2 separate regions of the Zea mays genome follow, and region 1 is linked to region 2. A link is a contact called in public Hi-C data. All regions are on one chromosome and are shown on one strand. The core of a region is the stretch at or near the end of the contact, and the rest is flanking DNA. Distances in the headings are between cores, read along the strand shown.

Region 1 (6,003 bases), core at 1,779-4,278, 960 kb before region 2:
TGGAGTTCTCTCAACGAGCTCGTGCCCAGTCCGCAATGATTTCGTTTGTTTAAGGCGTCTTTGGTTCCTGCAAAAAAAAATCTACAAAATTCTAGTGAAATGGATTTTGCGAGGATTGTTATGAAGCCTCTTCAAAATATGAATAAAAAGACTAGAATAGAGCAAGCGGATAAAGATGTAAACCAAGCAAGAATAGTTGTACTAGTAAAAAAAAAGACAAAGAAAAATGTGAAACACTCATAAAAATCCATGGTATCAACTTGGCCCATATATTTGAGCAAGCGACGTAGATTTACTATCATCGCCACTAGATTTATAAAAATCCAGTACCCACCAACATTTGAGAGCCTTCAAGGAATCAAACCGCAAAGGGTATGTGTTATAATAAGTGCTCCTACTAGGCTTATTTTGCACGTCCAAGAAACTTTCTATGGATCTAGACAATTCATTTCTAAACCGATTCAAGGTTTAGGGTTTAATCGATAACTGGAGCCACATGTGAATTACTAAACATATAAAAATTGACTTTGTGGCTTTGGCGAGTTGGGAAGGACCGTTTTATACACTGTCGAAGCTCGACTCACAGTTGGTCTATGATTGGTTCATGTGTTATGACCTAGTTTTGGACAATGGTGACTATCGGCAAAGATGTGCTATTTCCACCTAAATTGGCTTTATTGGTTTTAAATGATATAGGGGCCAATTTGGCTTTAATATCCATGCATATAAACCCTAATTGTCATAAAAATTGTATGGCGTGCAAAATTTAGATTGCTTAGAGGTTGGTTCATCAACATAATTGGTAGTCTTACCATATAATCTATCAAAATGTTACATTATTGTATTAAACAGTACTCATAATATTATTATCATTAATTGTTAATTTTATGCCCTTAGCATAGCTAGCATGGACATGGTAGGGATCATCACCATATTTTCCTTATCATTTACCTTCAGTGTAGAAAATGTGGAAGCAATAGAGTCACCGAAATTAGGCTCATGGAATTGAGTGACCTTGTCCCACTGATCATTAGTGCAACTTTCACGGAAAGCTCCTAGACCAACATCATGTTTGGCCTAAATCTTCTAATGAAGCTCATTAGGAAGCTCTTCGATTGCCATAAGATGAATGATGTTTGGGATTCAAGTGCTCATTGTGATCTTGCTTTCTGTTGGTCTTTCCATCATCCAACAAGTTGTTGGTGGATTAGATATTCTTCTTCTCCACTAAGTCGCCAAAAAGTGTGTTGAAGTCGAGATGAATCCCAAATCATACGCTAGCAAAGGCTAGCACATCCAAGGTTGCAAACAATCTTGATCGCAATAAGAACATAGTGGATCGATGTAACCGATCAGGGGGCGGTTAGGCCATTGTTGAGCCTATTTTTTGTCTATTAGACTCCCATATACCTCTAGGGAAGATGTATCACGAGGAGTATGTAGAGGTTGTCCTAAGATCGACAAGGATATCTAGAACACCATCAAATCTCATCAAGAGATGTGACAAACAACATGTTAGAGTTAAAGTATGATAAAATATGTAGGTGTTGTGTATTTTGATGATTATAAGTTGGGATCCTAATCAGCCATGTTCCTCATATACATGTCCCTGTAAAAAATAAGTCTAAAACATGTTATCTAAGTTTCCCGCATCAACGATAGATCTAAAACCAATTCAAAAAACAAATTGGTTCGAACCAAATTGGTTCAAACTCAATAGAAAACCCGACTAATCCGGTTTGAAATTTGACTAAGCCGGGTTTCACGAGCTCGAGTGATCGGGACCAAACAAACGAGCCAACTTAGCAGGTTCCGAGTGGTGGAACGGGCTTAGTGGGTTTGCATGCCAGCCTAGCGTTTTTCTCCATTCTTTGATTGTCTATGTTGTTGCGCCAAATGTTCTCCAACAATTCTTTGATACTAGGAATTTGTTGGTGTTGTTTAATTCCTACATTGGAAAATTTTTTTATGTGGCAACAACTATCTTCTTATATTTGTATAAAACCTATGTAATCAGACTCTTTGTTTGAGGGAGAGTTGGAAAAAAATAAAAAGAAAAATCTAAGGAAAAATAATTCTGCTGAAGTTTTTTTTTGCGCCAGTAGTGCAGCCAAAATAATTGGGGAGAGCGGAGTTAACTTTACTCGACACACTAGAATAACAGAACTCCTTTATTATTATTTGTATACAAAGTTTTCTAAAGGTACAAACTTTGAAGTCGTGTCGTGTCACACCTGTCAACTCGATCGACCACGTACTGGACGCACACCATGGTATTGGTACTCATGTGTTTCCGTAAATGTACAGTACCATATATAGTATTCACTTGATGAGGTTAGTGATGGCGATGCAGATATCAGCGATCCGCACGTTGTAGGAGCTGTGCTGCGCCAGCGGCGACGGGACGGCGGCGGCCACGGCGAGGGCGTCGTCGCACTGGCGCGCGAGGGACACCGCCTCCGCGACCTTGGCCTTCCCGGCGGCGTAGCGGCGGTTGTTGATCTCGTCGTCCGCCTCGGCGAACGCGAACCCGACGGAGCCGTACAGCCTCCCGCACTTCTCCAGCGCCGCGCGCGTCGGGCCGTCGGGCCTCTTGTTGGCGAGCAGGGCCTTGATGTCGTACACGGCGTTGTCGGCGTTGTTGACGCCCGTCAGCGCGGCCACCTTGGCGAGGCCCCAGGTGTCGGCGTCGGGGCTCTCGCGGTGCATGCCCAGCTCGGCGACGCAGAACGCGTAGTCCACGCGCGCGTCGCTGTCCGCCGCCGCCCTGCACGTCGTCACCACCGTCGCGGTGGCGCCGCCCGCCAGGCAGCCAAGCGCGAGGGCGAAGGCGAGGAGGAGGTGGACGGCCTGCGGCAGCGGCGCCATCGCCTTCGTCGTCGATGGAGGGGATTCTTGGTGCCCTCTTTGTGTCGGGAAAAGAGTGATGATCAGGATCAGCTCGATGGGTGGTGGTTTTGCTTTAGCTGTGATGGGACAACCGGACAAGACTGAAGTGTGGGCAGTCACGTTTGATGACGCCTCTGCCCCTTATATAGCCGTGGATCCCAACTCGTGGGCCCTATCGTACCGTTTTAGCCTGTCGATAGAATGGGCTGTTTGGATCTTTTCTTTCCATACATACAGCCCATAAATCCATCAATGACTCGCTTTATAGCAAACCAAGTAGCCGAAGGCTTCCAAATCCAATTGAGCATGCCCACACTTCTCTGCCAGTTTGGATTTTCTTTCTGTTTTTTCGGGGCCGCAGATGTGAACATGTGTTCGAGAAGTCAAATAAATCTTAAATTTAACTTCATAGAAAATAGTATAAATATTCGTAGTACTTTTCATAGAGGGACACTTATCTCTGTAGCAAATAAGATCGTAATGCATAATGACCATTGGCTCCTCACAGAGAACAAAGAAAGAAGGAAAATTACCATTGTTCTGTTTTTTTGAAAAAACGTGGAACATCAATATATAACTAATGTTTATTGACATATAATTAGTGTTTATTAATATTTATTTAGTGTCTATTAAATGTTTTAACATATAATTAGTATCCATTAATTGATTTAACATATAATTAGTGTCTCTCAACATGTAACACGTATGTTGCTTGTGTATTGCCACGGGTTACTTGTGTATTGCAATGGGTTCTATATATCGTATGAGTAGTCGTTTGAATAAGACACAATATATATATATATATATTCTATTGATTAGGTGAGTGTGAATGTGGAGCTAACAACCAAGATTCAAATACTCGTTTTACATAATTTTAATTTATGTAGCTGGTGATTTATATAGTAGATATTAGTGTCTATTAGTTTAGTTTAACATGTATTTAGTTTCTATTAATGTATTAATTAGTTCCAATTAACATATAAATATAATTAATGTCTCTTAATATGTAATTAGTGTCTTTTAACATATATTTAGTATATACTAACATGTAATTATTGTCTATTAATTGATTTTAAAATGTAACTAATGTCTACCAATTGATTTTAACATATAACTAGTGTCTATTAACAGATAATGTGTGTTAAATAATTTTTACATGTAATTAATGTGTGTTAAATAATTTTTACATGTAATTGATGTCTATTAAATAATTTTATTACATAATTAGTGTTTATTAAATATTTTACTTAATAGATTTTAATCATTGAGTATTCATGCAAGCAAAGAGAGACACCAATCAGGCCCTAGTGTGCGCAGGCGCGCCCGCAGCGGCATCCCCTCCAATTCTGGTGGCCTGACGCGTGAGTAACTGCTGGCAGTAGCGGCCTTTACACAGGGCTGTCAACAAAAACAGTCTCCACATTGTTTGTTTATGGAACTTTGCGGAAAAATAAGCAGGGCTTGATGAATAATACAGGTCGCACTTGGCAGTAGTAATAGCAGAACGACGAGGCTTTCCAAAGAGATGAACAGTAACAGCGCGCAGAAATAAAACGCTTTTATTCCACCATAACAATTCACAAGTTCGTCCGCGTTTTGTCTGGCTCTGGCTGGCGTGGCGTGTAACCAACGGATCACAAGACAACACGCCCGCGGATCACGACGACGCAGCCAGCGCATCAGCTGGCCCTGACCGGTAGTACCCATCGCTCAGCCGATGAGGTCGGTGATGGCCGTGCAGACGACCGCAATCTTCGAGGACTCCTCGCCCCACCGCGCGACCTGCGGCGGCGGGCGCACGGCGGCCCGCGCGAAGGCGTCGTCGCACCGGCGGGCCAGGGCAGCCGCCTCCGCGGCCTTGCCCTTGCCCGCCGCGTAGTCGCGCCGGTTGATCCCGTCGTACGCCTCCGCGAACGCCATCTCCGCCGCGTCGTACAGCCTCTGGCACTGCTCCAGCGCCGCCCGCGCCTGGGCGTCGGGCGGCGGCTTGGCCAGCAGGGCCTTGATGTCGTAGACGGCGTCCCCGGCGGTGGCGACGCCCACGTCGGCGGCCACCTTGGCCAGGCCCCAGGTGTCCGCGTCGGGGCTGTCGTGGTGGTGGCTCAGCCTCGACACGCAGAAGCCGTAGTCCACGCGCCGGTCGCGGGCCGCCGCCGCCGCGCACGTCGTCTCCGGGGTGGCGCCGACGCTCAGCAAGAGCGTCGCGACGAGGGCCGCGGCGGCCAGAGCGCCAGCCGTGGAAGGTCTCATTGGTCTCGTACCTCTGCTAGTGCTAGATAATCGGCGCTGTTCCGGCGATACAGCTCGGTGGCTGGTGGCTGGTGGCTGGCGGTGCTGTCTTGAGCCGAGTGCCTGGTGGTGTGGACTGTGGAGTGACCGAGTGAGGATGAATCCCTACGATGCCAGCAGAGTTATCTAGATCTCCCGTGGGGCCGTCCTGTTCGTTTGGGCCTACTAAAAAAAAGCGCGGCCGATGCTTATCCGTGCCTCTGGCCCATTAAGGTTCGGTTGGGCCATAATTTTCTTTAAGCTGAAGGACGATCCAGCCCAGGTGCAGGGGCGAACCCCTCTTCTTTCCGGTTGCCTTGCCCGACGCTTGGATGAGGAGACCAAGCAACTGCGGGTCTGCAATCGAAGCGAAAGCACCGAAACAATCGACCAATCCTGCTCTCGCATCTGAATCCAACGCAGGCGAAGCGTCGCGAGTCCAGGTAAGTAGCCGCAACTAGGATCAACGCATCTGCATTCTCGTCCGAATACCGCAGTAGATTCATGCACGCACACCGTCTTGATCCGAGAACCATGGGATTGAGGCGCAAGAGGGGGGAGATTCATCAGATCAATCTGTGGAGAAGTACTTCAGTGCTGCTCGCCCGTGGCCCTGGGAAACCATTTACCTATCGCGGGCGTAAGGAAGGTCCAATATCTAGTGAGAATTATGCTAAGCCACTTGAGCAGAACAGAGAATTTGGTATCGTGGATCAGTGTGTCAGAAGCAGCAGTGTGGCTGGTACGGTGGGAACGAACTTGATATCGTGCATTTGGATGGAAGTGAACTTGATATCGTGCATCCTTTTTCAAAGCTCAATGAAACAACCGGTTACAAGGTACGCA
Region 2 (5,685 bases), core at 2,561-5,060:
TTGATATCAAACGTAGAATGACATCATTTGTAATGGAAGTGCATTGCCTTTCTCCAAGGATTTCATTTTACTTCAACTAGACTAATACACACATGATAAGCTTGTATAGAGTGTTAGTCTCAAAGATATCAAACTATAGAGTATCCTCTCCCTGAAAGTGTGCATACAAGTTTTGAATACCTGTAGGAGACATGAACTTAGAGTTTTAAGGTTAAGATACCACGTAATAGATAATGTCACATAAGCATTTCCTTAGGTGATATTTAAAGTTATCTATAATTGAAGCTTTAGTACATATAAATGAAATGATACCAATTGAAGGTATTTATCATTTTAAGGTATACATACTATTTGTAAAAGAATTTTGATGAGCTATGTGACATGCTCCTAATCACTTTTAAACTATGCACGTATGCTCTAAGGATAATTAAAATCGAGCAACCCACTCATATGGTTATACAAGTATATGCATGCTTAAGAATATAAAACAAGGTGAATAATAATAATAACTAGGTAGAAAAATTAAGCTATGTCGAAGTGGGCGCCTTCCCTTCTTTCCCAACTGATGCTTGGCTGTCGATGGACTCACTAGCGGATGCTTTGTAGCTGTTGCCCTCTACTTGGCGGGCGCTTGATTTCCATGTCTTCACTGGTGGATGCTTTGTCGTCGTTGCTACTGGTTGCTCACATCTCTTCTTTGGTTGGATATTTTGTTACCATGGCATTGTCTACTTTGTAAGCAACCTTTGTGATGTTGTTTCCTACTCTTGTTGGCTCAGTTGGTGTGTTTTGGGCGTTGAAGATAGAGTCACTCTTTCTTTTCTTCCTTTTTCTTGTTTCCTACTCGTAACTAGCTTGGTGATTTGTAACATGTGCTATGAGAGCTTTTTTTGTAGCTATGTCATGTATTCGCCAGTCGCGGAAAAAATCTTGATGTATTGTTTTTAATTTTGAGGTTTCAATAAAACTTTCCATTATAAAAAGAAAATTGGTCGTTCATGTGTGTTTGCTTTTCTCGCGATAACGACCCTTGCAATTTGATGGGTATGCGTCGCCTCGCTCGCCTTTATGACAAGCTAGGTGCTACCACTGAGATATAAGAATCGATTGTGATCGGTAGTCGTCACTGCTGCAGTTGTGGACGCAGCAGCCAAAAGCCTTGACGTTACAGTAAAAAAACTGTATTGGAAGCCTGTTGCAGCAATCGGAGCTATATCGAGACCTCCTGTATATCTGTGGTGTTCAGGTGGCCGCCGACGATGCGTGGCCTATGAAGAATCGACAGCTGTGAAGGATGATACCGTTGCACACTCCGGTGGCCTCTGGTACACACATTCTTGTAGCTTCAAATCAACTGGTGTACTATTTGCTTTAGGAGATTTTTTTCAGACAGATTGGAATAAATCTTGATTGACAAGCAGTGTGTGATGTGCAAAGCAACAACCACAAATGCCTATTGTGCAAAAGTTAGCGGTCCTTTCTACCAGCTAAAAAAGCAAAGAATATGCTTATTTTAAGTGTTTATAGAGCTAATAAGATCAGGAACCGTGAGAGGTTTCTTTTTGAAAGAGCAGGCCTGAGGCCCCCTAATCACAACTAGAGGGCTGCTTTCTTTGTCTCCAAATTATATGCTACTACTATCTAGGAACTTTGGCATAGGTCACTCAAGAAGAATGAGCACGGACCACAGTCCATGAAGGCAAAGAAACGCCGCCGTATCAGGCCTGTGAGGAGCACCGAGCACGGGCGTACTTGAAAGGTACTTACTTGCACGTCATGAAAGAATTATTACAGAGGCGTCGAAATGCTATGCCTGAAAGGATTTTGAGAGGCATGCAAGCTTTGCTACGCATCAGCCATCCCGCCGCCGTATGCTGAGCTGAGCTGAGCTGCGTCGCTCTCGCCTTTTCTTTCCTCGCCATGGTACGTACAGCAGAAGGTTTTGGAAGTTCCTGCGCTATCGTCTGCGAAGGCTGTACCGTGCATTGAGCCCATTAGATGAACTAGGCCCCGAATATTTGACATGTCTACAGCCCATGGGCCCATGGAAAGCACTGTGCCCAGAAACGGAAGAGATCTCTGCGTGTCCATTGTGTAGGTGGTTGTACTCTGATATCACGTACGTGCTGCATTCTAATCACCGTGTCTTCTGCCTTGTGTAGGCAATAATGCAAAAAGACGCTGCAAGCAGTTTGCGGCGGTGGCAAGGGATATCCAGCGGAAAGGCGCGCCGACGCGGCGGTAGGCGGTGGCTAGCAAGCTCCTGTTCGGCGGCGGGCATGTGTCCAGCCTGCTACGCCACGAAAGCATCATTACCCACATGTAATAAGACGTTGGCAACGATCATACATACTGCAGAAACCGGCATCAAAACATAATACCGTGCGAAGAGACCGATAGTTAAGGTATCAGTGCCACACGAGAAATCTCGTTTGTATGTTTCATATAGCTACAATGCAGTCCCTCGAATGACGTCAAACGATAAAGAATCAGATGTAGACAAAGCAGCGCTGGTCGAGTTGATGAAGCGAGCAGTCACGAGTACGCTCCTCAAAAACTTGTTCGTCTGCATACACGTGCAAGTGTACCTCTGTGAATGGTGATTTCAGAGGCCTGCTCTCCCACTATCGTTGTGCTCGTAGAAGGTGAGACGGAGATATGCTATTTGCAATGTGTCTGAGAGGTTGTGTGTCTAACCGGAAGAGCGTACTCCTCCTAGATTCTTATATGCAGTCAGAAGGAGGGGAGAAGGACAACAGACGGTAACGGTCACGCCATTAGAACTAAAAATCGTAGTAGCCATAAGACAGAAAACGAACGGTCATCACTACAGACAAAACGCACGACCGTTTGAATATTCGGACTAAGGTCCGATCTACTACGAGCTACGGGCCCAGTCCGGCCGGCGGCAGCGGCGGCCGACGGTAGCATTGACTATTATTAAATATTAATGGTGTCTATATCACATTAATCCAACATTCTTTGGGAGAAATTTTCATTTTCACGCATGATTATTACCTCCAGAAATGAAGTCATCATCGAAACCCTCTCTCCAATGTTCACGAACAAGTCTTGTCCGGCCCGCCCAATGCTTCTCTCCTGGCACGAAAAGACCACATGAATTGTATCGCTCATTTCCGGTTCTTCTTTTGTGAGGGCATGTTTGGAAACAAGAGTATTGGAGGGATTGAGGGGGCTATAATCCCTTGCTATTCAAAATTAAATAACAAGGGATTATAGCCCCCTCAATCCCCTCCTATACCCTTTGTTCCAAACAAGCCCTGAGGATATCTCGTGCATTTCCTGGAAGCCGAGCTAAAATCCACACGGGCGAAGACTGGTGACCTGACGTCCTCCTGACCCAAGGAATTGTCTCCAGTCAAAGATGCCAAGCCGACAGGCCCGACACTCAACAACAAAATCTGCACATCAGCGCACGCGCCGTGGATAAACTATGCAGTCGCAAGGATTCCATGAATTATGGAACGAACCTAACACTTATTACGCACGCGTAGGACAGTGCGTCGCAAATGGTAGTTTACCCTCTGCCATAAAAGCTAGTGTTCATGTCGATTGCACTTTCTTAATTTTAACTTAATTTATAGAAAACACTAATGGAATTTGTATTTCAAATAATAAAATAATTTTAACAATCTATTAACGATAGTAATTACATATTATATATATTGACTTCTTATATATAAATGATCATAGTTTAAAAAACCAACTAGCTTCTTGAGAAACTATAACAACACGTGTTTTGTTTTGGGACCGAGGGATATTTATAGATAGTACTCCACAGCGCAGAGATGAATGAGACCAGTCGCCCTCTGCCCCAGGCAAAGCTGCAGCTGCAGCTGCCACAGCGGTGACCACGCACGCTGCACCGCACCGCACCGACGGGTGAGACCTGCTGTGTCCACCAACCGTGAGCCCAGCAGGCGACCGACGACGCTAGCTTAGACTAGGAACCAACAATGGCCACGCGCCACCTGCTCCTCCTCCTGCTCGCCGCGCTGCTCCCGGCGGCGGCCACGGCGGACCCGGACGCGGTGCAGGACTACTGCGTGCCGGACACGGGCGGCGGGCGCGGGCGCGGGCGGGCCGTGGATCTAGCGCTGCTCCCGTCCTACCCGTGCAGGAGCCCCGCCAACCTGACGGCGGCGGACTTCGCCTTCGCGGGCGTGCGCGCCGCGGGCAACTTCTCCGCGGACACGGGGTTCGCGGGGGTGTCGGTGACCCCCGCGCAGTTCCCGGCGCTGCACACCCTCGGCGTGTCCTTCGCGCGCGCCGACCTGTCCGCGGCGGGCGGGGTCAACCCGCCGCACTACCACCCGCGCGCCACCGAGACGGCGCTGGTCCTGGCCGGCCGCGTCTACGCGGGATTCGTCGACTCGGGCGGCCGCGTCTTCGCCAAGGTGCTCGAGAAAGGGGAGGTCATGGTGTTCCCGCGCGCCATGGTGCACTTCCAGATGAACGTCGGCGACGAGCCGGCCACGGTGTACGGCACCTTCAACAGCGAGAACCCCGGCATCGTGCGCATCCCGGCGACCGTGTTCGGGTCCGGGATCAAGGACGCCGTCCTCGAGAGGGCGTTCGGCCTCGAGCCGGAGGAGCTCCGCCGGCTCCAGAAGAGGTTCGGGCCTCCTCCCAAGACCAAGACGGCGGAGATGGACGATTGATCGGAAGATCAGGCACTCGCGATCAAGGGGGACATGATTAATTGATTAGTTATATTAAGAGCAGCAGACTTTGTGATCTCTGGAATATATCTCCTTCCATTTGTTAATGTCTGTATGAATTATTTGGCGGTGGACGGTGGTTATCATGGACCGATAATGCCGGTACGTACAGATGGGATGGGCATGTGGGGTTAGGTGTCACATTCAAGTGTCTACGAGATGTTTATGGGTTTATATATATTGTTAATAAAGCAGGCCGACTTTATTTGCTCTGGATGATCATTTTGTTTACGCATGGGAAGTGATCCATCACGCGTATTAGCGTATGTTTGGTTCGGTGTCAACGTGGGATGGGACAGGACCAACCCTGGGTTGACCCCGTCCCTTATTTTTTGAGGGATGATCTCATCTACAATTTTTGAAGAATATTTCTTAACCCTAACTCTGGGTCTCCAAACCAAACATGAGTCAAATTAGAATGATCTCACCCCATCCCTCTTCGTCCTTCCTCGTCCATCCATCCAAACACTACATTAGTGCCCACGCAGCTGTGGTTTTAGGAGAAACGAATAAGTTGGGAGCGCATATTAGAAACGGTTGGATATGATTTTTTTCTGTTATTCTAAAAAAAGTATTGAGGATTGGATATGCTCTTACAAATTAATTGTACTCTGAATTAGTAGTGGGTCTAAAGATTTTTTTTAGCCTCATCCTCAATTCCTCTCCTGGCCCATGACTTTGCACTTCGTGGCCTAGTCCGGGTCCATATAACTTCCTACAAGTGGCCTTTTAAAAATGAAATGAAATGAAGACACTAAAAATTAGTCTTTAGAAACTAAACATCCCGTTAATATTTCTTTATCTATATATCATATATTATATAGGAATAGGAGTAACGATCGCAAAGACATGTCCGTAGCATTCTCTCACTGCACTACAAAGAGTCAAAAAGACTCGCGCGCACAGGAAAAAGCAGGGGGGGAGGAAGAGGGAGAGGGAGATC

The links. Hi-C and Micro-C count contacts between places; a contact is called where the count stands out from the background.
Region 1: a contact with region 2 is called in a Hi-C map of tassel, with 3 times the contacts expected there. The contact joins the promoter of LOC103627244 here to the promoter of LOC100283161 in region 2. A contact is called at or near these places in 2 of 25 Hi-C or Micro-C datasets (ear and tassel).

The regions. Positions count from the first base shown.
Region 1 is chr5:173,151,904-173,157,906 of Zm-B73-REFERENCE-NAM-5.0, reverse strand. LOC103627244 reads right to left here and starts at 3,028. Exons shown (of 1, transcript XM_008647534.4): 1 at 2,154-3,028. The coding sequence starts at 2,868. The coding sequence ends at 2,323. LOC100286335 (pectinesterase inhibitor domain containing protein) reads right to left here and starts at 5,317. Exons shown (of 1, transcript NM_001159222.1): 1 at 4,430-5,317. The coding sequence starts at 5,139. The coding sequence ends at 4,600. LOC111188136 (a long non-coding RNA gene) reads left to right here and starts at 5,523. Exons shown (of 2, transcript NR_149752.1): 1 at 5,523-5,996.
Region 2 is chr5:172,197,924-172,203,608 of Zm-B73-REFERENCE-NAM-5.0, reverse strand. LOC100283161 reads left to right here and starts at 3,810. Exons shown (of 1, transcript NM_001156063.2): 1 at 3,810-4,956. The coding sequence starts at 3,978. The coding sequence ends at 4,682. It overlaps LOC100284064, which reads right to left. Exons shown (of 3, transcript NM_001398972.1): 3 at 5,507-5,685.